2 separate regions of the Callithrix jacchus genome follow, and region 1 is linked to region 2. Evidence: chromatin contacts called from public Hi-C data. All regions are on one chromosome and are shown on one strand. The core of a region is the stretch at or near the end of the contact, and the rest is flanking DNA. Distances in the headings are between cores, read along the strand shown. Region 1 holds the start of LRRC10B (leucine rich repeat containing 10B). Region 2 has its middle 20 kb from the start of SAXO4.

Region 1 (5,169 bases), core at 1,428-3,927, 52 kb after region 2:
GTGAAGGTACAGGATCTGTGGAGAAAAGACTCTGAGAAACAAGAGGGCTGGTCCTCCATGCTCTCAACCCCAGGAAGCTCTGCCAGGCTGGTATCAGGGTGGAGAGGCTCATGTGGTGTTGCTCATGCCGATGAAGCCCAAGAGGGCAGCCTGGTGCTAGAGTGCCAGCCTGAGCATGTGGAGAGGCTGCTGCGGAGCCTCCTCCTCCACGGCCAATATTCCCTCGGTGAAACTGCTTGGGTATGGGGGGAGGGACTCATCCTCATCCCATTAGCCTGGCTGGGCATTCCCTACCTTTTTGGTCTCTGGGAGCTTCACCTCTTCCAAGAAGTCCTCCTGAATGAGTAGAAGGGAGACAGCTGGATTGGAATTTAAGTGACATCTGGGAGGAGCCTGAAGCCCCTCTGGCTGGGGCTGAGACTCCTATACCTCAGGTCTGGTGTCTGGGTTCCACCTGGGTCCTCTACCTTGGCCTGGATTCCTGCTTTTGTTTTGCCAGTCTGTCCCAGGATGGAGGTACATGGCTGGTTCCTGGCTCAGAGCAACATCTGCCTGTGTGTCCCCTGTCACCTGTCTGCCCCCTTGCCATATTAGAATTGCTATTGCTCTGCCCTTTCATTCTTTATCCAACAAATACATACTATCTGAAAAAAGTATGTGCTGAATAGTTTCATTTGTGTGAGATTCGAGAACAGGTGAGACTGGTCCATGATGACAGAGGTCAGGATCACAGTTGCCTCTGCGAGGTGGGGATTGACTGCCAGGGCTTCAGAGAACTCGTTGGGGGATGGAGATGGGATAGGGGTGTGCACGTTTGTCAAAACCCATCCAAGAGTACACTTAGGATCTGTACAGTGAAAACTGTATCCAATGTTTGCCTCCACTTTTTTTAATGTTAAAATGTTTCAGCCAGGAGCAGTGGTTCATGCCTGTAATCCCAGCACTTTGGGAGGCCGAGGTGGGTGGATCACCTGAGGTCAGAAGTTTGAGACTAGCCTGACCAACATGGTGAAACCTTGTCTCTACTAAAACACAAAAATTAGCCGGGCATGGTGGCAGGTGCCTCTAATCTCAGCTACTTGGGAGGCTGAAGCAAGAGAATCGCTTGAATCCAGGAGGTGGAGGTTGCAATGAGCCGAGATCACGTCATTGTACTTCAATCTGGGCAACAAGAGCAAAACTTTGTCTCAAAAGATAAATAAATAAATAATGAATAAAATTTTTCACTGATTGTCTACTATATGCTCTAGAGCCTGTGCCAGCAGGGAGGGAGATCCACAAACCTGCCTGCCTGGGCAGTTTACATTCCAGTGGGGATGGCTCCCATCCTCGGGTTGCATTGGCAACTGCTCTTTGCCCTTGGGTTGTCCTCCCTCCTTCTTGCCTGCAGTGGGGATGGCAGTGGGGGTGGGCCAAAGGGCAGCGTGCTGTCCTGAGGTCAGTCCATTCAGCCAGTTACATGGATCAAATCAGCCGAGTTCAAGAGAAGGCAGGGCGCAGGAGGCTTGGAGCCTGAAAATTCAGCTCCAACCTCTATGCATTGTGTGACCTTAAGCAGGGTGCCTAATTTCACTTTTCTTGTCTTTCTATGGGATTAGAATGCTCTCTTTGCATTCTAATCAGAGGCGAATCACGGAATCAGAGGCTCTGTGGTGAGAAAATTCATTGCTGGAGGTGGAGTTTCCATCTATCGGTATAGTTTGTAGTTAGAAACACAGGCTCTCCAGTCACACGAACCTGGCTTCGAATCCAGCTGCTCACCAGCTGGGTGACCTTGGGCACTTCACCCAGTTCAGACTGACCCAGTTCAAGTCCTGTCTCTGAGCCTCAGTTTCTCCATCTTTAAAATCGGAGTGATGAGGGTGTCTACCTTATAGGCTGTGCTAAGGACCCAACGCAATGCTTTCAGCATCGTGTGGGCACACGTGGGCTCGAAGACAGTGGCAGCCCGTCCTTTTCTGCCAGGAGCTCCGGCAGAAGGGCTCTGGATGGGAGGTGAGGGGAGAGGGCAGGAGGGGACGGCTGGAGACACGGAATGAGAGTGGTCATGATTGGTGGCTCAAAGGCATTCACGTGTCCCAGTCCCCTGTCCACCGCAGCCACACACAAACCTTGAGCTTCGGTGGAGGGATCGTGGCAGGGGAGAGGGGTGTGAGTGTAGCAATGAGGACGCTGTGGGGCAATTAGGCAGGGCGGGGCCAAGCCTTGGGTCCCGGTAAAACCAGCAGACATGAAAAGGGCGGGACAGTAACAGTTTCGAGTTACTATACTCGAAGTGACCCCAGCAGGGAGACTGGTCGCGCGCCACTGGACGTGAATGGCCCTCAGTGACCGCGCCCCTCAACCCTTCCTTGTGAGTCTCTAGTTCAGAGTCTTTGGTCCACAGCCGGTGTTTCCTCCCTCTTAGACCCGCAGCTCTGGGGCGCACACAACCGTACACCAAACGGCGTCGGGTCTCCGGGCCAGGCTTGGCTCGAGGGGAATCCCTCAGTTTGCGCTTGCTCCGTGGTGGGCTGGATGGGCAGGTAGGGGGCGGGCTCCGGCGCTGGGACCCCGCTCGGGTGGCGCCTTGGCCCCGCCCCGCCCCGCCCACCCTCCGTCTCATTGGCAGCTGCACGCGCGTCGGGGTTGCCAGGGCGACAGGTCGCTAAGCTGCGAGTCAGCGCGAACCCTATTCAGTCGGCCTCCGGCGGAGGCAGCGGGGGAGGCCCGAGGGCGGGCGGCGGAGCGCGGCGCGCGGCGGCGGGGCCCCAAGCGGGCGCCTCCTCCCGGCCCGGCACGGCCCCCCTCCCGGCGCGGGAGCAGGCCGGGGCGGGGGGCCCGGGGGCCGGCGCGGCTCCGGCCCCGTCGGGGCGGCCGTGGGGCGGCCGGGGTGGGGCGATGCCGGGCGGTGGCGGTGGCGGTGTTGGCGGCCCCGGCCGGGGCCCGTGACCATGGGCATCGCCGAGTCCACGCCGGATGAGCTGCCGTCGGACGCGGAGGAGCAGTTGCGCAGCGGCGAGCAGCAGCTGGAGCTGAGCGGGCGGCGGCTGCGGCGGCTGCCCAGCGCCGTGTGCGCGCTGAGCCGCCTGCAGAAGCTGTATGTGAGCGGCACGGGGCTGCGCGAGCTGCCCGAGGAGATAGAGGAGCTGCGCGAGCTGCGCATCCTGGCGCTGGACTTCAACAAACTCGAGCGCCTGCCTGACGGCCTGTGCCGCCTGCCGCGCCTAACGCGCCTCTACCTGGGCGGCAACCGGCTGCTGGCGCTGCCGGCGGACTTCGCGCAGCTGCAGAGCCTGCGCTGCCTCTGGATCGAGGGCAACTTCTTGCGGCGCTTCCCGCGGCCGCTGCTGCGCCTGGTGGCGCTGCAGTCGCTCCAGATGGGCGACAACCGGCTGCGCGCGCTGCCGGCCGAGCTGCCGCGCATGACGGGCTTGCGTGGCCTCTGGCTCTACGGCAACCGCTTCGAGGAGTTCCCGCCCGCGCTGCTGCGCATGGGCCGCCTGCACATCCTCGACCTCGACCGCAACCGCCTGGGCGGCTTCCCCGACCTGCACCCGCTACGCGCGCTGCGCGTCTTCTCCTACGACCACAACCCCGTCACCGGGCCCCCGCGCGTCGCGGACACCGTGTTCCTCGTGGGCGAGGGCGCCGTCGAGCGCATGGCTGAGCGCGACGAGCCCACGCCCCGGCCTCCGCCCCGGCGCCCAGCACGCGCCTTTGAGGATGAGGAGGAGGAAGACCTGCTCATAGGCGGCGCTGGCTCCCGGACTCTGGGCGCCCCCGGGGACAGCCTCCGCGCCCTGGAAGCCGCTGCAGGACTGGGCACTTGAGCCTCTGTTTTGGCTGATGGACGTTGGCCATTCTGAGAGGAGAGGCTCTGGGAAGCTTTGGCTGCGTAGGCCTGCGGGATCAGTGGGCCCCTACTTGGGGCAATGGAGGGGCCACTTTCGGCGAGCTGCCGGGCACTGGCAGGCCCGGGGCTCATCTTCAGACACTCCTAGGTAGTAAGAGGACTGACTGCCCCCTGGCTGATCTGTGGGCAATTGTCAGACCAAGAAGTCTGGGTTGGGTCCAGTCCCCAATGGAGCCACTGATAACACAGGAGCCACGTTCCTCCAGGAACCAGGGTCATTGAGGACCACAGAATCGTCATGTCTTGCTGAGTCTGGATGCAGGGCGCCCACCACCCTCCCACCTTTTGGGGTTTGGATCTCCTGGGCCCACCCTTTCTAGGGCAGGAGCCGCTGCCTCTGGGGTGGACTGCCCTTGGGAAGAAGGCCTGGGCCAGGGGCACGGGCTTGGTGCCCGCAACAGAAGTGGGAAACAGATGGGGGCCCCAACATCGAAGCTGCCCTCACCCCTCCACCAGGGCTGATCGTATATACCTCCCTCCCTGGCCCCCTGAGGTTTGTATGGGGCACAGAAGGCAAGGGGTCACCCCCACCCTATATTCTGTTCTCTTCTCTAAGCATGTGCCTGGAATCTTGCTGGGAAAAAAAGCGCCCTCCTCCACCTCCCCATAGCTTGAGCCTTCCAGCTGTCAAATTTGAAAAGAAGCCACCGTGCCTCCAGGGCCTCCTGCACCGCAGAGAGGGGCTCTCTGCTCTGGGAGGCAGCTCAGCACCTCTCCCACGGCCTGCACTCTCCTTTCCCTTAAATGGGCACGGCCAGGGTGGCTGGCACGGGACTGGCACTCTGTACCTCCACTCCGTCACCAGGGACAGCCCCAAGGGGGTGAGGAGAGGGGCCTCGCTTTGCAATTCCCAGAGCCAGAGCTTCCTCATCCAAGCAATAACGGGAAGAGGGGGCCAGGGCCAAGGACACTCAGGGACACTGTTGGGGCAGGGGCCCCACATGGTAATGTTTTCTTTAGGGAGAAGAAAAAATTAACTGGCTGTAAAGATAAATTCTATTTCTTGGAGAAGGAATGTGCGTTTCCCACGTGCCTGTTTATTTATAAGCCTTGAGAGCACCGGAACCCACTGCTATGGGGACCCTGGGCTCCCTCTGGCACTGCCCCCGCCCATGTGCCTCCCTCTCTGTGTCAGACCAACCCCGCTAACTGCTGTGTGCTGTCTTTCTGGGAACAAGTGCTGTCGTCAGCGGTGGCTTTTGTCCCTCGGGCTTGCTCTATCTCGGGGCTGCTCTTCTATCTTGCGGAATCTCACAGCTTGGTTTTGCAGAAGA
Region 2 (4,898 bases), core at 1,372-3,871:
CATCTCTCTGATGGACAATGGGTAGGGCCCCTGATCTGCCTTCATCATCTGGCATTCCCTTGAATCTTGTCTCTGCCTGCAGCTCCCAAATGAGTGTGCAGTTAACCCTTGAACAACAGGGGTTAGAAGAGCCAACCCCTGCATAGTCGAAAATCTGCATACAGCTTTTGATTCTCAAGAAACTTTACTAAGAGCCTACTGTTGACCAGAAGCCTTACTGAGAACACAGTCGATTAACACGTTTCGTTTTGTTTTGTGTTTTGAGACAGAGTCTCGCTCTGTCCCAGGCTGGAGTGCAATGGCGCTGTCTTGGCTCACTGCAACCTCCGCCTCGCGGGTTCAAGCAATTCTCCTGCTTCAGCCTCCCGAGAAGCTGGGATTACAGGTGCCCACCATCATACCTGGCTAATTTTTGTATTTTTACTAGAGATGGGGTTTCGCCATGTTGGCCACGCTGGTCTCAAACTCCTGATCTTGTGATCAGTCTGCCTTGGCCTCACAAAGTCCTGGGATTACAGGCGTGAGCCACCGCACCTGGCCTGATTAACATGTATTTTATGTTATATGTATTATATACTATATTCTTAGAATAGAGTTAGCTAGAGAAGTGAAATACTGCCTGGGAATACTGGGTGCCGTAGGCTTTTTAAAAAATTAAATAAATAAATAAATAAAAGAAATGAAATACTATTAAGAAAATCAGGTCAGGCACAGCATCCCACACCTGTAATTAGCTTTGGGAGGCTAAGGCAGCAGTATCGCTTGAGGCCAGGAGTTGGAGACCAGTCCGGACAGCAAAGGGAGATCCCAGCTCTGCAAAAAATATTTTAAAGTTAGCCAAGTGTGGTGGCATACCTTGTAGTCCCAGCTACTGGGGGTCTGGGGCAGGAGGTTGAGGCTACAGTGAGCTATGATCACACCATTGCCCTCCAGCCTAGACAACAGAGTCTCTTAAAAACATCATAAAGGGGCCGGGCGCGGTGGCTTGCGCCTGTAATCCCAGCACTTTGGGAGGCCGAGGCAGGTGGATCATGAGGTCAAGAGATCGAGACCATCCTGGTCAACATGGTGAAACCCCGTCTCTACTAAAAATACAAAAAATTAGCTGGGCATGGTGGCGCGTGCCTATAATCCCAGGTACTCAGGAGGCTGAGGCAGGAGAATTGCCTGAACCCAGGAGGTGAAGGTTGCAGTGAGCTGAGATCGCGCCATTGCACTCTATCCTGGGTAACAAGAGTGAAACTCCGTCTCAAAAAAAAAAAAATCATAAAGAAGGAAAAATCTATTTACTATTCATTAAGTGGAAGTGGATCATCATAAAGCCTTTACCTTTGCTGTCCACCTCGAGTAGGCTGAGGAAGTGGAAGAAGAGGATGGGTTGGTTGTGCTGTCTCGGGGGTGACAGAGGTGGAAGAAAATCTGTGTATAAGGCCAGCTGCAGTGGTTCACATCTGTAATCCCAGCACTTTGGGAGGCTGAGGTGGGAGCTCAGGGCCGACAGAGGTGAAAGAAAATCTATGCATAAGGCCAGGTGCAGTGGCTCACACCTGTAGTCCCAGCACTTTGGGAGGCTGAGGTGGGAGGATTGCTTGAGCCCAGGTGTTCAAGATCAGCCTAACAACATGGTGAGACCCTGTCTCTACAAAAAATATTTTTTAAAAAGATAGCTAGGCATGACCGGGCATGGTGGCTCAGACCTGTAATCCCAGCACTTTGGGAGGCTGAGGCGAGCGGATCACCTGAGGTCAGGAGTTTGAGATGAGCTTGGATAACATGGTGAAACCCCATTTCTACTAAAAATTTTAAAAATCAGCTGGGCGTGGTGAGGCATGCCTGTAATCCCAGCTACTCTGGAGGCTGAGGCAGGAGAACTGCTTGAACCCAGGAAGCTGAGGTTGCAGTGAGCCCTGATGGCACCATTGCACTCCAGCGTGGGCAACAAGAGCAAAACTCCGTCTCCAAAAAAAAAAAAAAAAAAAAAAGCTAGGCATGGTGGCATGCACCTGTGGTCCCAGCTACTTGGGAGACTGAGGTTGGCGGATTGTTTGAGCCCCATGGGTTGAGGGTGCAGGGAGCCATAATCACACCACTGCACGCCAGCCTGAGCCAAGATCATGCCACTGCATCCAGCCTGGTGGGTGACAGCAAGGCTCCATCTCAAAAAAAAAAAAGAAAAAAAAGAAACGAGTAAAACAAAATCAATTGATGGATCCATCTGATTTCAGAGCTGAGAGTAAACCTTTCTACTAGCAAGAACTGAGAACTACGGGTGCAGCAGTCAGAGGCCTCTTGGGCCTCCCGCTAAGATGAGAGATAATGTTTTCCCTCCCCAGCTGAGTGTGCCTGAAGGATTAGTCCCAGCCTTCCAGGTGGCTGGATGCCCTGTGGCTGGGGAGAAGAGTTTTAATGAATTAGATCTGTCTCTCTCGTGTGAAGTGGAGAGTTCTTGGTTCTCTGCCCAGGCCTCTGGAAGACCTGGGATGTTAAAAGAAGCAAACTCCCAAGCCCAGGCGTGCTCCAGGGAATAGAAGCTGCATCACACAGTCCTGGAGCCCGGGGCTCCAAGATCTGTCCACCCCCGCCGAGGGTGGGCATTACATTTCTCAAGAGGAGGATGTGCTGGAGAAGCAGAAATAGTTGGCCGTCCTCAGTGACTGTGTGGGTGCTCAGTACTGGCTCTCTCTTCTTCCTTACTCCCCATTCAATCTGGTGGCCCTTCTTTGACTCTCTCCCACAGCCTAGCCCCACTGCTCACACATATATACTCCCTGCTCCAGTTGTATTCTTCAAACGGTTTTCCTAGATGGGAATGTCCTCTGCTTTTCTCCCCTCTGTGCGAGGGAGGTGCCGCTTACTGAGGCGTCCAAATTATGCTCTCCCTGGGTTCTCTCATTCACACTCACAAATCTCCCTTCGGAGGAGACTGTATCAATCCTATTGCCTACATGAGGCTTGTCCAAGGTCACACCCCGAGGAGGCTGCAGGGCTGAAATTTAAACCCAGGTTGCCCTAGAGATTGTGTTGTTCCCAACGTCCTACTCATCATCCCGGACTTAGCCCATTCACTCACTGCCTTCATGAGCTTTGCGGGATCTGTGACCATTGATACTGACATTTACTTACTCTCTTTTCTTAAATAGATCCCCTTTTTTAATTTAGATGAATTACTTTTAAAAGGAAACTATATCACAACTGTAAATGAAAAAATCACATCAATAGTGTCACTTGCCAAAATTAAAACTCCAAAAACAAACACATTCAATATTATTAAAGTTTTTTGAGGGAATCTGTGGGGATCGCTCCCGTGTGAGGCCCCTAGGAAATGGGCCTTGCCTTACGGTGAGCTTGAGCCCAGACACAGATCCCTGGTTGGGGGAGTCGAGCTGAGGGAAAGCAGGAACCGAGAGAGGAACTATATGTTATTCAAAATAATTAACAGACATTACTTTATGGATATGAGGACTTGCAAGGCATTGTGACCACTTTCGGCTCCTTATGGTTTATTGCTTGATTGTGTTCATTTTGGACCCTTGTTACCTTCATTGTAAAATATTAACTTAAGTATTTATACTTGGTAACTTACCGTAACTTACTGGGTGTAACTGTAACTTACTTACCATAGCTTACAGGGAGTAACTGTAACTTACTTACCATAGCTTACAGGGCGTGACTGTAACTTACTTACCTTGACCTATTGGGCGTAACCTACTTACTGGAAGTAACCTACTTACTGGACTTAACCTACTTACTGGACTTAACTTACTTACTGGGCGTAACTTAGTGGGCGTAACTTGCTTACTGTAACTTAAATACATTGATCTGGTGTAAACAACTTTGACTTCAGAAAAGTGTATAATGAAACGTATTGCAAAAATAAAATGGCTGCTTGGACATAGCCTAAGCCAGCCCTCCAGACTCTGCTTTCCTTTATTCTTTCACTCCCGCGCACTCTCTCCCTCAGGTTGAATGAGACTACGTTGGCGGTCTCGGGGACTCCTGCAGGTCGGTAGTCCCCCGGCAGACATGCCGGACCCCAACAGTTTTTTTTTTAACATGTTACTATAAAAAATTTCAAACATAAAGCTGAAGTTGAAAAAGTTTTACAATGAGCACTGGTATAGCCTCCACCTAGATTCTACCCTTCACTTTTTTTTTTTTTTTTTTGAGACAGGCTTTCACTCTGTTGCCCAGACTGGAGTGCAGAGGTGTGATCATAGCTCATTGCAGCCTCAAACTCCTGGGATCAAGAGATCCTCCAATTTCAGCCTCCCAAGTAGCTGGGACTATAGGCATGCACCACCACACCCAGGGTTTCACAATGTTGCCCAGGCTGGTCTCAAACTCCTGGGTTCAAGCGATCTGCCTACCTCCGCCTCGCAAAGAGCTGGGATTACAGGCGTGAGCCACTGTGCCAGCCTACCCTTAATTTCTTACTCTGCTGGGCTCTTCACATATCAGCTTATCTTTCCATCCCTCTCTCCACCCATTAGTCCATCTCCTTTTTGGTACATTTCAAAGCACATTGCAGACATCAGAGCACTCTCGCTAAATGCTTCACAATGTATGTTATTAACCATAATTCAATACTGAAACTTTATTCTTTTGCTATAAAATTTATATACAATGAAATTCACATAGCTTAAGTGTATGTTTGCTGAGTTTTGACAAAGGCTTACACCAGACTCCTACTGAGATGGAGGCATTGCTATCACCCCTGAAAGTTCCCTCTTGCTCCATCTCAGTGCCCAACCACACCTCCCAGCTCCAGACAACTTTGTCTCTGGTTTTGTCTACCCTAGATTATTGTCATCTGGATTTCATATGGATTGAATCATACAGTTTGTGTTCTTTTATGTGTGTCTGCTTTTACTCCACATAATTTTGTTTTGAGACGAGGT

What was found. A called contact is a pair of places that touch in the nucleus more often than the background predicts.
Region 1: a contact with region 2 is called in a Hi-C map of induced pluripotent stem cells, with 2.5 times the contacts expected there. The contact joins the promoter of LRRC10B here to the enhancer-like site in region 2. A contact is called at or near these places in 2 of 3 Hi-C or Micro-C datasets (induced pluripotent stem cells and skeletal muscle).

What each region holds. Positions count from the first base shown.
Region 1 is chr10:118,507,911-118,513,079 of calJac240_pri, forward strand. It overlaps LRRC10B (leucine rich repeat containing 10B), which reads left to right and starts at 2,678. Exons shown (of 1, transcript XM_002755412.5): 1 at 2,678-5,169. The coding sequence starts at 2,934. The coding sequence ends at 3,812.
Region 2 is chr10:118,456,175-118,461,072 of calJac240_pri, forward strand. No RefSeq gene overlaps it. Among named protein-coding and RNA genes, the nearest start is that of SAXO4, 20 kb to the right of the region's middle. Within about 2 kb of position 2,622, at least 2 of the 16 cell types and tissues checked have an H3K27ac peak or open chromatin away from gene starts, as enhancers often do.